Linked DNA regions of Xenopus tropicalis: region 2 is linked to region 1. The links are chromatin contacts, called in public Hi-C maps. All regions are on one chromosome and are shown on one strand. Each heading gives the region's core, a stretch centred on a gene start, on an enhancer-like site or on the middle of the called end of the contact. The rest is flanking DNA. Distances are from core to core; before and after follow the strand shown.

What was found. Hi-C and Micro-C count contacts between places; a contact is called where the count stands out from the background.
Region 2: a Hi-C map of gastrula embryo shows a contact between it and region 1, with 3 times the contacts expected there. The contact joins two enhancer-like sites. A contact is called at or near these places in 2 of 5 Hi-C or Micro-C datasets (gastrula embryo and neurula embryo).

What each region holds. Positions count from the first base shown.
Region 1 is chr5:111,740,165-111,746,943 of UCB_Xtro_10.0, forward strand. No RefSeq gene overlaps it. Among named protein-coding and RNA genes, the nearest start is that of rpl22l1, 19 kb to the left of the region's middle. Within about 2 kb of position 2,912, at least 3 of the 11 cell types and tissues checked have an H3K27ac peak or open chromatin away from gene starts, as enhancers often do. A contact at or near this core is called in gastrula embryo, where this site is marked.
Region 2 is chr5:111,896,860-111,903,638 of UCB_Xtro_10.0, forward strand. No RefSeq gene overlaps it. Among named protein-coding and RNA genes, the nearest start is that of skil, 6.0 kb to the left of the region's middle. Within about 2 kb of position 4,147, at least 2 of the 11 cell types and tissues checked have an H3K27ac peak or open chromatin away from gene starts, as enhancers often do. A contact at or near this core is called in gastrula embryo, where this site is marked.

The DNA of each region.
Region 1 (6,779 bases), core at 1,662-4,161:
ATGATATCTTTTGTCTGAAGAAAACATGCTCATGCATTTATTCAACATTCAAGGCAAACTAGCTAAAAAAATTCTGAATCTGCTGACTTCAAATCTGCCTATAGCATGAGTAGTTAATGTATGTATGCTCAATTAATAATCATTATGGTTAGGTTGTTATGCAAGACCTTTTTGGTGCCGTATAATAAAGGTGTAGCTATTATTGTTACTATAGTTTGCCTTGGTTAAAATAAACCCTGATATTCTAAGTACACTGCACTGAAACATATATATGCCACAAAATACTGAAGTAATAAGTTATGGCTTTTGGCAAATACGGAGGTTGATAAAAAGGTACTGTGGATGCATGTCAAATTCACTTCATCCTGCAGGCATCATATCAGTCTTCATTTAGGCTTGAAATCTCACATTGTGATTCATGCCAACAGAAACATCTGCTAATTAAATATTCTAGGGCCCTGATGAGTGATCCTATGTATCCTTCTGCTGCAGATACATGCTACATTTCCCTAATTCAGAATGACCTTCATCGTTCCTCTCACAGTGAAATAGGAGAACTGATGAACAAGCCCTGAAGTTAGAACACATAATACATCAACTGCTGGGGGGTGCGCATTAGCAATACTGGTAAAACTAAGACAGTTAGTCAGCACTACTTTTAGTAAGGGCTGAGAATAAATCTGACACATAAAGTGGCACTGGCTTTTATGCAGCCATTGGTATGCCAGATCTTACTATTTTTTCGACGGATATAGGTACCTGTGATTCAGTTTAACCTTAAGCTGGGCATACACAGTAAGACAAGGCTAACTCCAGGGTTCCTCTAGTAGAAATGGTGAATAGTATTTAGCAGGTGGCCAATATGCTGGAAGTGTGGGGAAAAATACCGCATTTCAGGCAAAAAATATGGTGATTTGCATCCTAATAGTGCACTGCATTTGTATATGAGCCCTCACAGGATGATTGGTCATTTCTTCTAGTTACCAGCCTACTTACGTACAGTATAAAAGTATAAGAAGGTCACACAGAGTGCCACACTTATCAGGTCAGATGGTGCACAGATGTTAATTTATTGTAACAACGAACAATCTAAGGTTTTGGTGACCGAAAAGTTGGATTCTACCCTTTGAGTGCAGTACTGTGTCCATAAATACCTGAACAGGTATGGGACCCATTATCCAGAATGCTCAGGACCTGGGGTCTTTCCATAATTCAAATCTCCTACCTAAAGTCTGCTAAAAACATTATTTAAACAGTAATTAAACCCAGAAGGGTTGCCTCCAATAAGGATTAATTATATCTTAGTTGGGATCAAGTACACCATACTGTTTTATTATTACAGAGAAAAAGGACATAATTTCCTTTCTGGAACTTTCTGGATAATGGGTTTCTGAATTGGGGTAAAAACCCTACTGTATAATTTCTTCTTTGCAACATTATGCTGTTGGGCAATTTCTTAACGCTAAGGAATGCTGCTATGTCATTGATGGGAAGCGTGTGATTTTGGAGTAAACAGATGGCAGCAGTAAGCTCAGCACCTTTCAAAACCCCTTGCCCTTGGCCTACAAGTGACTTAAAGAGGCTCTGATTATTAGTACATTTCCTCCATGTTCTCAATTCTGATCTGAGCTCCATCCATAGTTATGACAGCTGCAGTTTATTTGGACTTCCCAGAAACCTTTCGAGCAGAGTGCTGACAAACGCAGGGCTGATCACATTATCTGAAAGGGCTTTCCTTATTCTAAGGAAAAGGAAGTCCCAGGATCCTGTAAGATGAGCGGAGAAGAAATAAAACAAAAGCACCAATGTAACGTTTGATGTTTATAAGTTTGTGTATAAATAGCTGGGAGTTCAAGCAGGGATAACAACCTCCACCTGGATAATATTAAAGAGACAGCACCCCCCCACACACACCAATATGATTTCAATGAATATGTCTTGGGCTGAGCATAATTCTTATTATTTTCATTGAGATATATCTATTATTTTTGTTACTTCTTGCCCTAAACAGGGCAAATTGTGAAACTAAAAATATTTTCATTTTCCAACCTATTTCTTCAGAAAAATGGTGGAAGGAAAAAATAGTTAATCATCAATTTATCTGTCCCAGTTGAATGCCCTGTTTAATTAACCTCACCTTTTTGTAAATCTGTAAGACACAAGCAGCAGATGGAAATGGTAGGTCCCTGTTTATACAAAGCTCCTTATCTCTATTTCAACAAACTGCCTTTATTTGAAGTGAAAAGAGGGTACTAAGGGTAAAAAAACAATGATCAATGAGTGCTTTATATTAAAAAAAAAACTGAAAATATAATTTAAAACAATAGGCAGACTACATGATCAGTACAAGGCCTATTTATTTTTGAAGGTTTTTACTGTACCTTTAATACATTTAATACAGCATATGTATAAATATATGAGATAAATGAGCACAAGTCAGTATCTGTTTCTTATAAGGGTTATTTTTGTACTTGATTTGAGGCATCTGGATGATTTATTCCAGCACTGGAAACAGCTTTGTTTGGAACTGGCCTTTCTGCTACTCATAGGGTTGGAAAGGAAACATGGGTTTTTCTAATTGCCAGAATCTGTTTAGCATCAAGCCTGTGTCATTAGATGAGTGTGTGTTAATGACTATTTCAGTATTTTAGTTTGTGGCAGAGAGTGGGGGTCACACTGTGCTACCCCTATGCTAGCTGCAATGCATGAGGACTTTGGATAGGTCTCAAATTTAATCTGTTGTTGGGCTTCACTTCTCTGGCACCCTTTTTTCTTTCTTTGTCTTATATTAGTAACAGCAAATTCTCTCTGTTGTCTCATTTACAAATGCAGCTGCAAGTGTGGTCATGCTAAAATGAACGCAATTGTTGCATATACTGCTTCCATTCATTTGTGTTCAGCACCATTGTGTCCATTGTGTCCATCCCGCCTGCTCCATTGAACTGAGAATCAAGCTAATGCCAGGATTCCATTAGCATGATACATTGAATATGCACAACAGACTCTGCCTAAAGAATCATCAAACTTCATTTTGATGCCAAGCACTGGAATGCAATCCAGACAATTTTGACCGTAGCTCATATCCGATTCATCAAAACATTCCCACACAATTGCATCCCAGCCACTGGTCCTGACCCTGGGGGAAGGGGGGGGGGGCGAGGATCAGGCCCAAAGCTTACAAACTGTAGTTCTATGCTGTATACTTGTTCACCTACCCCCCCTACCAATTGTTTCTTGTATTTCCCCCCAACCCTTTATCCTCATTATCTAAGGGCCCTAGTTTTGGCTAGGTGAGCTGTTAAGGTCATCGAAATTTAGCCTGGAGGGTCAGTCTAGCTGTGGAGTAATACTTTCTAATAAAAATATTTTATCATAATTAGAAATGTTCATCAGGACATTTGTATTAAATAATCACAGCAGGTGGATAAACATGAACTGAGTTGACATTTTGGTAGGTGGGTGGGTGGGTGAGTGGGCAGGCAGCACAAGTGTTTAATTGCAGTGAATACAAATAACAGCACTGCATTGTTAGTTATAAGTAGCTCGCGTCATAAAGCATACACAAGGGATCCATTAGAAAAAGACCTTGCAGCATTCAACAGAATAATAAAGCAGAATGCCTTTTAGACTATTTTTAGTAATGTGAATATAATTACTGGAAGCACTAAATATTAACATACCTGGAACAGAAATAAATGGCTTCATAACTATATCCCTTTAAAGTTTGGATTCGTTTTAAGAACCATAACTTACCACTTCTTTAGTAGCCCCAAACACAGTACCTAAGATAGAGCAAATGGGTAATATAAGCCTATGGCATCATTTGCCTGTAGTACTTTAGGTGTGTGTTTAGGCACTAACTGAGACATGTACAAAGGATACTTTCTTAATAAATATACTGCCTATCCCAGAACCTAAGATGGTGAGGTGGGTCAGTGTTCAGGTGGAACCAAATCCAAATTCAACCCTGCTCCAGCCACCAGTCACTAATTGAATAATTACTTTAATTGCAAGGATCTCTTTCTGGCTAGAATAATCTACAACATAATGTATTTGGGCACACATATTTGATGTAACTCACATTTAGAACATCTGCCCAATATCTGCAAACAAGGCTAGTGGTGCTACACTCACTAGAATAATACCCCAGGCCATGGAGCAGTGCTGGCTCAGGGTCCCTTTTAAAGGAGAAAGAAAGGTAAAAACTAAGTAAGCTTTATCCAGAAAGGTCTATGTAAATACAGCCAAAAGCACTCACAGAAACTTCTCTGTCAAAAGATTTCTTGTGTCTGTAATTCATGTGCCAGAGACACACAGCTCACTGCTCTCTCCCTCTCCTGCTCCCCCCTCCCTCAAGAATACTAAGAACTCACTTACTCCCTTAGGAATGTGGATCTGAGCCAATCAGCAGGAAGCTTCCTCATAGTCTAACTAACTGAGCATGTTCACTTGGTCTGGGTGTCTGTGCAGGAGCGAAGCATTATGGGAACTTTCTTTACACAGCTCAGGGTTTTTTTCTGCCTGTTTGGCTTCAGATTATCTGAACAGGTGAAATATGGGGAGACGTAAGGGCACTATTGAGAGAACTGAAGGTATGCCTGCAGCTTGAAATTAACTCTTTATTAGCCTTTCCTTCTCCTTTAAATATTGCCTTGTGTGGGAAAGAACTAAAAGTACATTCTTTATGCAGCTGGAACACAAATCTTATAGCCTAAATGGGGGCTTTGACAGTTTTACATTTTTGTTAAAGTTTTTATTTTTTATTGATCAGAGAGGATTTAGTTATTTTAGATAATATGAGGGATGCACTCACTCCAGGGTATGATTCAGGATTTCAAAAATCACAGCAACCTTTCCAAGATCATTTCAGACTAACCTTATCTGAACTCTAATGGGGTTATTTAAAAAGACCTGGATTAAAGTGCTAGAGCATTATGGGGCACACAGTCAGTTCTAGGGGAGGCCTATTTACCAACATTCTAACTTTAGTGGTTTTAGAGGTCTTTGAAACCACAAAAAAACTAATTTCCACCAAAACCATGAATGTCTGGTCATTTATTAAAAGATCCAAATGTAAAAAGCTCAAACACATTAAAATACAGTACCAAAACAAAAAGAACGTTAAAACCTTACATTTGGAAGAATTTTCGGGCACTTATACTGTAAATGAAAAGAAGAACCCTGAAAACCTCTAAAACCCTGAATTAAATAAAGATTGGTACAATTTGCCAAATTGCTTTCAGTGGCATAGTTTTGTCTTTATTGTGCTTTTTTTTCATAATAAATTATAATTTTTTAGAGTCTTCATATAATTAATATAATCTATACTTTTGGAGGCTACGAACTGGTCTGCAGAGTGCACTGTATTCATGGGGAAAGTGCAAGCGCTATAGTGGAGCACAAACATCTCTGCCCAATGAGGTGTGGATGGGGAGCAAGGAGCAAAGTGTACATGGGGCAAATGTATTCTGCTGTCAGTAAATGGGTTCTAAAATCTCATGGGACTTTAATACTCTGGACAAATGACAAAAAATATAATTGTACAGTACAAATCATTGGAGCTGATACTTTTCAGTGTATAATTATTATTGTTATTGGAAGAATACTGTGTATTGCACATTAAATAGAGTAACAAATGATTCTTTTGATCTTTGATGTGAGCTCTTATGTTTTGATTATTAACAGATTTCATCATATAAATTGCAGGCATTTTGTTTATATGAAGAAAGAGCCGGTTTCTGGCAGTACAAATAGCGCTGAGTAGACTGCATGTCCATCTGTGCGGCTGGGTCCATCTGTGTGTCCTGGCTTCAGCAAGTTTGACCCTGGGATTCCAGATGTTGCAGATCCTGCCTTTTCTAATTCAAGAATATATTCGCAGCTAAAAAGCAAAACAAAATAATATTCATCTACTCTGTCTGTTGATAAAAATTTATAAAAAGGTTTTTTTTCCCCTGAATTATACTTTAAAAAAAAAAACAAAATTGTTTTTTAAATTTGTAGTCACTTTGCTCTGATGGAAAATCTCATTTCCTGGTAGTAATATGATTTAAAGTGCTTCCTTCCTGTCATAAAAATATTCCAGTCAGACTTTATGTCTGAAATTTCAGATTGTTTTATAGTCCTTAGTTAAAAGATGAATTACCTTATGTGAAGATCATCTACTGGAATTGTTTACACCGGTGCTAGCCAAGTTTTTACATTTGTGGCAAAATATATGATGTGGCAAGTGTTCAGGATGCCAAATTATATTAAAATGATGGGATAATAGAATGGTGCCCTTTGGCAGTCCTGGGTGAAAATTCATTTGGGGCTACATTCAGGCTTTTGACCTCCAACGACAGAAACAGTTTCCACCTTTGTAGCATAGAGAGAAATAGTATTAAGAAGGATGCAGTTCTTGGAAAATCTAAAATACAATGAAAGTGTAGGAAATAGCTGAATAATGTTGTAAGACAAAGGGAAATAATGTGCTGATACAATCCTTTTAATACATATAAAACATTTCCTTCCTCACTTGTTTCTAAATCTGTCTCAAATATAAACTCTCCACTAGCCACATGATAGGGTTTCAAGGGAAGGAGAGAGGTGCCTCCCCCAGTCATTCTGGGTTTGTCAATATGTCCTAGCAACATGCATGGGAGAACATGAAGGGCAGGCTGAACTGTCCAGATTCAGGTCAACCTAGGATGATCCATTGGGGCTAGTGACTGAAGGGCTCCTGCACTAAGCATTCATTGGTCTATATTCTAAACTCACACTTCCAGCATCATTGCATC
Region 2 (6,779 bases), core at 2,897-5,396, 160 kb after region 1:
CATAGATATGTTCAGGCTGTTCCCCTTCTATTTAACTGCTTGACCATAGGTGCAACTGGGAGACTGGGACTGCTGCTCCCCCTCACTAAAGTTCAGATCTTCATTTTCAGACCTCAGCCACATAAGAATATCAGTGCTATGGTGACAATATCTGTCCTTTTCACATCTGACAAAATGTAATACATATGTCTGTAACTCTTGCAATCTTTGTGTGTAGAATGATGTATATCAGCTAAATGTAATCTATGGGAACCTGGTGCCGTTTCATCCCCTGTGCACAAAGTAAGGACCATACAGAACTGGCTTGCTGGTATAAAAGTATAGGAACCTGATTGGCGTGTACAGGGCCAGTCCTCAACCACACACCTTTGGGGTGAATTAAATAATAATTGCAGCAAATCCCACCAGCAATGTTCCAGCATCTAGTGGAAAGCCTTCCCCGAATAGTAGAGGCTTTTATAGCGGCAGATGGACAACCAACTTCATATTAATACCCTTAGCTTCAGAATTATGTAAAGGAGAGACAGATGTCCTGATACTTTTGATACTATAATGCATTGCATGCCAAGTTTTTTTGTATGTTGCACCAACATGTACAATTGTCTGTTCATGACACTGCTCTTAGCAGCTACATGTGCTCTTTTAGTTGCCTTGTTGTGTTTTACAGAAAATATTAAGCAGAAATGTGGATTATTATAATGCTTATTATACACCATGGAAAAAGCCTGAAACACAATCTATATTGTTGCCTGGCCTGCCAAATGGGAAGAGAAAGCATGTTACAGCCTTGATCAGTGAAAGCCTCTAGACAGTAATGAAACACTTGGGTAAGTCACTTAATAGGGCTCATACAATTGTCATTTTGCTTTGCTAGAGAGGGTCAGTGGGACTATTTGTCAATAAATGTTCCTAGGGGAAGAATTAGCATAACTCCTCTGGTCATGTGCGTCGATTTCCCACCTAGTATTAAATAAGGAAAGTGCTTGAATTGTTTTGAGTTCTCAATTGTTCTCAATAACTATTATTGTTCTCAATATAGATGCAAGAAAATTTATGAGAATTCTACTAAAAAAAAAAAGCTTCATTATGGAATTTTTTATTAAAATTGATTTATTAAAAAAAAAACAAAACATTATTCAGATAGTTTTCATGTAGGGCAATTACATTTTCTGTAGAGTCCTAGAAGACAATAATGCAATAAAATAATAAAACTTTACATTTTAGTTGGTGTAACTAAGCTAGTATAAATTCATGTTAGAAGCAAAACAAGCCTGATAGTGCTCAAAGGACCCCTTAATCTGAAAACCCAAGAATTCCAGATAATAGATCCCATTGTTGGATTTTTCATATTCTGTATAAATTGCCATAGGTATCCATACAATACTGATATCAGCATGCATTAAAGCTTCTTAATATACAGATTAACAAACTATGATTATATTATGGTACTGAAACCCTCATGTTTGCTTAATATGCAGACTGTCTGCATCATTAAGTGTAACCAAAAATAGACTCTAAGGTGCCCGCATACAAACGCCATATTGTTGGTGCCATAGCTATTTTTCCTGTCAGCTCTTTAATCAATGCCGCTCATTTGTTTACATGGCTACATGCCCAAGCCTGCTAATGTTCTAAAAGGGTTTATAGTATAGATGTTGATCCTAGCAAATATGGACTCCATAAACAGGGATCTAGATTGTAAGCTCCACTGGAGCTGGAACTAATATGAATGTTGTATAATTTCTGTAAAGCGCTGCAGAAAATGTTGGTACTATGTATTGTATAAACATAAGAGCAAACAGTACACAGTTTACAGTAAAATTATAAATGAAAAAAAAGGTCTCCTTGTCTCTTCTCTGTGGAAATTAGTGGCTTATGCTGTGAGAGAGGTACAGCACCTAACAACAGCTATGGCTGAACTACAAATTAGAGACCTGCAGCTGGTCAGGTAAATGCCCAGTTCATGCAAAGCAGTTGGGTTTCAGTAAGGAAGGTGGATGGTCCATGGGCACCCTGCTTGGGTATGCGGGTAATATACAGCTGCTATCCCTCCCACATGCCCCAAATAGGCAGCATTTATGGCAGTAAGTAAATTCATTGCGGGGGGTCTCAATAGCGGGTCTGAGTAGGGGACAAAGTGGAGCGGTGGATCCAGGTCAGGCACAGGTCTGCCCAACTGGACCTGCGTAAAACTTCTCTGTCCTAAACTCCTCCCTCACTGTGTAGGGAAGATACTCTTTCACGCTTTGCCTAATATGATTGGTGGTGTTATACTTTTGGTTTATTGCCCTGATGTAGCCGGCACATGATTTGTGGAAACCAACAACCATTTGACATTTTTCATTTATCAGTCCTTTGCTATTTCCCTAGGAAATACTTGCTCTTCCTGAGTTTTACGGCATTCTCATATTCTATGCATCAAAAAAGAAGAGAGCCAATAGTCAAATGTTTGTGAAGACAAAAAGAATAACAGATGTATTTATTTTCCCATTTTTTGTCATGATATATGACTCTTTATATGTGCTATATGTGCTGTTTATGTTATGCTGCTTTTTATTGTTCATCAAGCGTGCCAGTAACTCTTGGGGCCTCTATATAAATATTTATTATGCATAAAAATATTTACTGATTTTAATCCCTGTTCTGTCTGCATTTCTGTTAAATCTGCTTGGCTACCCAAGCCAAGGGTTCTTCATGTAGAAGCAATGGAAATACACACATTCAGGCCTGGACTGAAATTCAAAATAGGCTCTGGCATTCAAAGTCCACAGAGGCCCAAACAGCCCCCCACCAGCCCACTAAATACTGACTGTCTATGGTCTATCTTACAGCAACCCCTCTGGCATTTGCCAGAATCCACAGATTGCCAGTCTGGGCCTGCATACAGTGTATATAAATACACATTTTCTAATTTCCATGTACTGTAAATAGTGAATCTATCCAGGCACTTGTTAGTCATACATTTGTTATAATTTCTCACCTGAGAATATGAGAAAGCACAGCTTCCAAGAATTCTTTTTGGCAGTTAATAAGGAGCCCTGGGCATTATCTGGAGGGCAGCAAACCCCTATGCACATTGGGAATGTGTGTTTGCCTCCCTGAAGAATCCAAAGCCATCTGCTGTATGGGGAACATATCGTTTTGCTTTGCTTGTTGCCATCACTGTGGAATGAAGACAAACTGAGGGAGAAATGTATATATTGCTGCTGCTTAATCTGCCAAGGTAAAATGTAATATAATCTTTGCACTGATCAATTTTATAATGACAAAAAATGGAAAGAATGCTTGCTTAGCAAACTGTGGAAAATGTATACTGTACATCAGAGAAGAAGATTCAGTGAGAGATCAAACATTTTTTTTTCGTTTAACACATTGTTAAGTTCTCAGCCTGCTATTTATCCTTGGTCACTCACATCAGCATTTTGCCAAACCATCACTTCTTACACCCCTGCTCTGAGTAAACTATAAATTAACCCCCCCCTCACTCTAAGGTATCCTTTTATTCTTTCCTAGTTTTTGCCATGACGTGGCTGTTTATATATTGGATTTTCAATTTATCTTGTAACTTGGTGCTCCATAACTTATATTTTGCCAAGTAGCATCCACACCACCATCACAGCATTGGGAAATACTCAGAAATACTTTATCAATAGTCACCAGTACAGCTTCTTCAGTAGTACTTAACACACACAAGTGTGGGCCGAATTAGGTTTCCCAGGCTTCTGGGGCCCAGCCTGCTACCTACTTTCCCTGCTTTTCTCTTTAAGTCAGGGATGCTTTACCTTGACAGACTTTCAGTACAGTGGTCAGCCTTGCATTGTGACACAGGCCTACTTAGCCCCTATTCCACTGGGTCCTTATCTGGGCTAAGTACCACTGAGACACTGGTCCCTTCCTCAGTCCTTGGTGGAGCCTCAACTGCTTGACTAAATACCCTTCCACTAACTCTCATCACCTACATTAAGCTTGACAGATCACTATCTAATCTAACTCTTCTTGGTGCCTCTTAGGTTTTGATCTCAGGCTCCCTGGCCTTATACACTATTCCTTCTCATCAGCCAAAGAGAAAGTGGCACCCTTTTCTATCCCAAATAGCTTCTCCTTGGTGGGGTATTCCCCTACACAACAGCACCACCTGGTGACTGAACCACAATTACACTATTTACATAAAACAAAGCCTTATCTCTCCTGCACAATTGTCAGTCCACTTAGTGGAGGGTTAATAACCACTGCATTTTTAGAGTATCACTGAAAATGAAATGTGGTCCCAAAGCACCCAACCACCATAAATAATGCACATTATTAGGGTACATATAATGGGTGGCCACAATTGTAGGTTTGGGCATAATGAAACAAAAATGCAGTTCTAGGCAACTTTCTTACAGTCAGCAACAGAAAACAGAAAGTGATAAACAAGAAATTCAATTAATTACAATGAAATATACAAATAACTTTAAAACCATGTTGAAAATGTATTTTGCAAAGCTGGTTACATATTCTTTAATTATGCAAAAAACACTTTTTTGAATAGGGCTTGTGCGCCACATACTTTTTGCCTCTTGTTTAAATTAGGAAATATCTATGGTCATTTCTTGCACTAAAGGGGCAAAATCTAGTAAAGTCACATTCCACTTTCTGATCCCCTCTGAAGCCCCCAGCTGAGATAAGAAGCAGCTTGTTATACAGAGGCTTTTTTAGTGTGCTGCTCACTTGATTTGTCTGCTCCTAGGAGCAGGAAGCAGAATGTGACTTTAGTTCAATTTCATTTAGTGCTAAAAATTAAAGGGTAGATACAGGTATTTCTGGATTCAAATAGACAAAAAGCATGTTTGGTATAAGCCCTATTCATTGAACTCATGTTTAACAAGCAGGGCATATACTGACTCTGAAAGACTTGTTATATACCCATACATCCCAGCCATGGCATAAAACCAAAATCGAGCACAAGAGCATAGTTCGGCTGTGTCAGTTTATTATCTAATGAACAGTATAATCCTCATGTTGTGTGCCCACTTTCCTATAACAGCATAATTATCCCCTTTTCTAAGAAAAGGAGTCCTTTCCAGCGTTTAGCCATCTATAAAATCATGGATGAATTCCTTTCATCGTTAATCCCTAGACTAGTCTCATGTTATCTCATGGTTGTTATATAATGTCATACTTTGTGATAAAACTATTATTAACTATTACTAACCTCTTATTTCATCAATCAAGATAACCAGTCACATTACTTGCTCTGCCTGGAGCTTTTCCCTCTATGCCAGGTCCCAACTGTAGGGTAATATATTCCTTATATATTGATTTATTTTATTCCTTTTCCTTCTTGCAGAGTAATATGAGAGTAAACAGCAAAAATCTTGATGTGGCAGTAATTAGATTTTTACATTTATTCTGACATAAAACAAAACATGTATGAAACATTTTCTTGACAAGAACCAATAATTTCTTTCTTGTGGATGTCCCTAGGGCCATTGAGTCTGGATGAATCCTTCAGTGAGCAGCCAGCAAGGTGTTTTCATTACTTTTCTATATTTTCAGAGAAGGAGGAATTAGATTTTTCATCTCCTAGGACATGGGCTCAGCCCTGCAGGACAGTACATCAGTCAGGGTGTGCGGATGTGTATAATAGACGGGTTGCAATGCTATTTTTAAGGCTGCTATTTAAATGACTATTAAGAGGGAGCAGGTGCATCAGGCATACGTGCCATTTAGCTGCAGGTAAACAGGAAAGATTTGCCTTTGAAAACTAATTACTGAGGCCCAAAATCTCCAAGAGGAAAAAAAATATATATCGTTAGTTGAAACAACAACTCCCGACTATTTTCATACCCATAGCATGTTCCCTACAGCCATGATGCCTTGCAGCCTCTCCCAGACAGTGCCTATGTTTCAAAGGGTTCCTTATCCAATACAGATACATAAGGTGCTGATTACCCATGAGTCATCATTTATTTGCATCATTAATTAACAGCAAAAAATGATCTTACAGTTAACAAGCATTACAGAATAAAACACATGGATAAGAGGGTCCTGCTTGAAAAGGCGAACTCCACCCAAACTAGGGATGCACCGAATCCATTATTTTTAAGTTTGTCCTAACCTCGAATGCTTTGTGAAAGATTTGGCTGAATACCAAACCAAATCCGAATCCTAATTTGTATACAGAAATTAGACTAAGGTAGGGTTAAATAGAAGAGTGCAAATTTTTTTTTTACTTCTGTGTTCATGTAACCAAAAGTCACTTGATTTTAATCTTGAAAAAAGCAGAATCTTCACAGAATCCTGGACCAAATCCTGGATTTGGTGCATCCTTAGTTTGGGTGTAGTTACCCTTTAACTTTTTCAAGCAGGATCCTCTTATCCATATGTTTTATTCTGTAATGCTTGTCATTGACTGTCCTCAGCCTGCCTTCAGCCTGCATCCTCCAAATCCCACAATCCCCTGCACACATGATGTCAATAAGAAAAGGAATATCATAGTGCAATGCATTGTGGTTTGTGTAGTTCTTGCATACTGTCTGCAAGCTGTGGAGTAGTTGTCACAATTTGTAACATCCGTGTTTTAGTCCCTCCTCCCCTACCAGGATTTCAAATGATGCAGAAAGTGAACTGTTTTGCAGCTGGATTTCAGCATATAGAAATTAAATTTTTAATACTTTTTGAAGGAACAGATTACAGTGATAGGTATATTAGGGGTTTCTGTGTTATGTGAGGCTCTTTAACACATTTTGGTTTGGAAGCTAGAGTTTCCCTTTAAATGAAAATGAGTTGCAAAATAT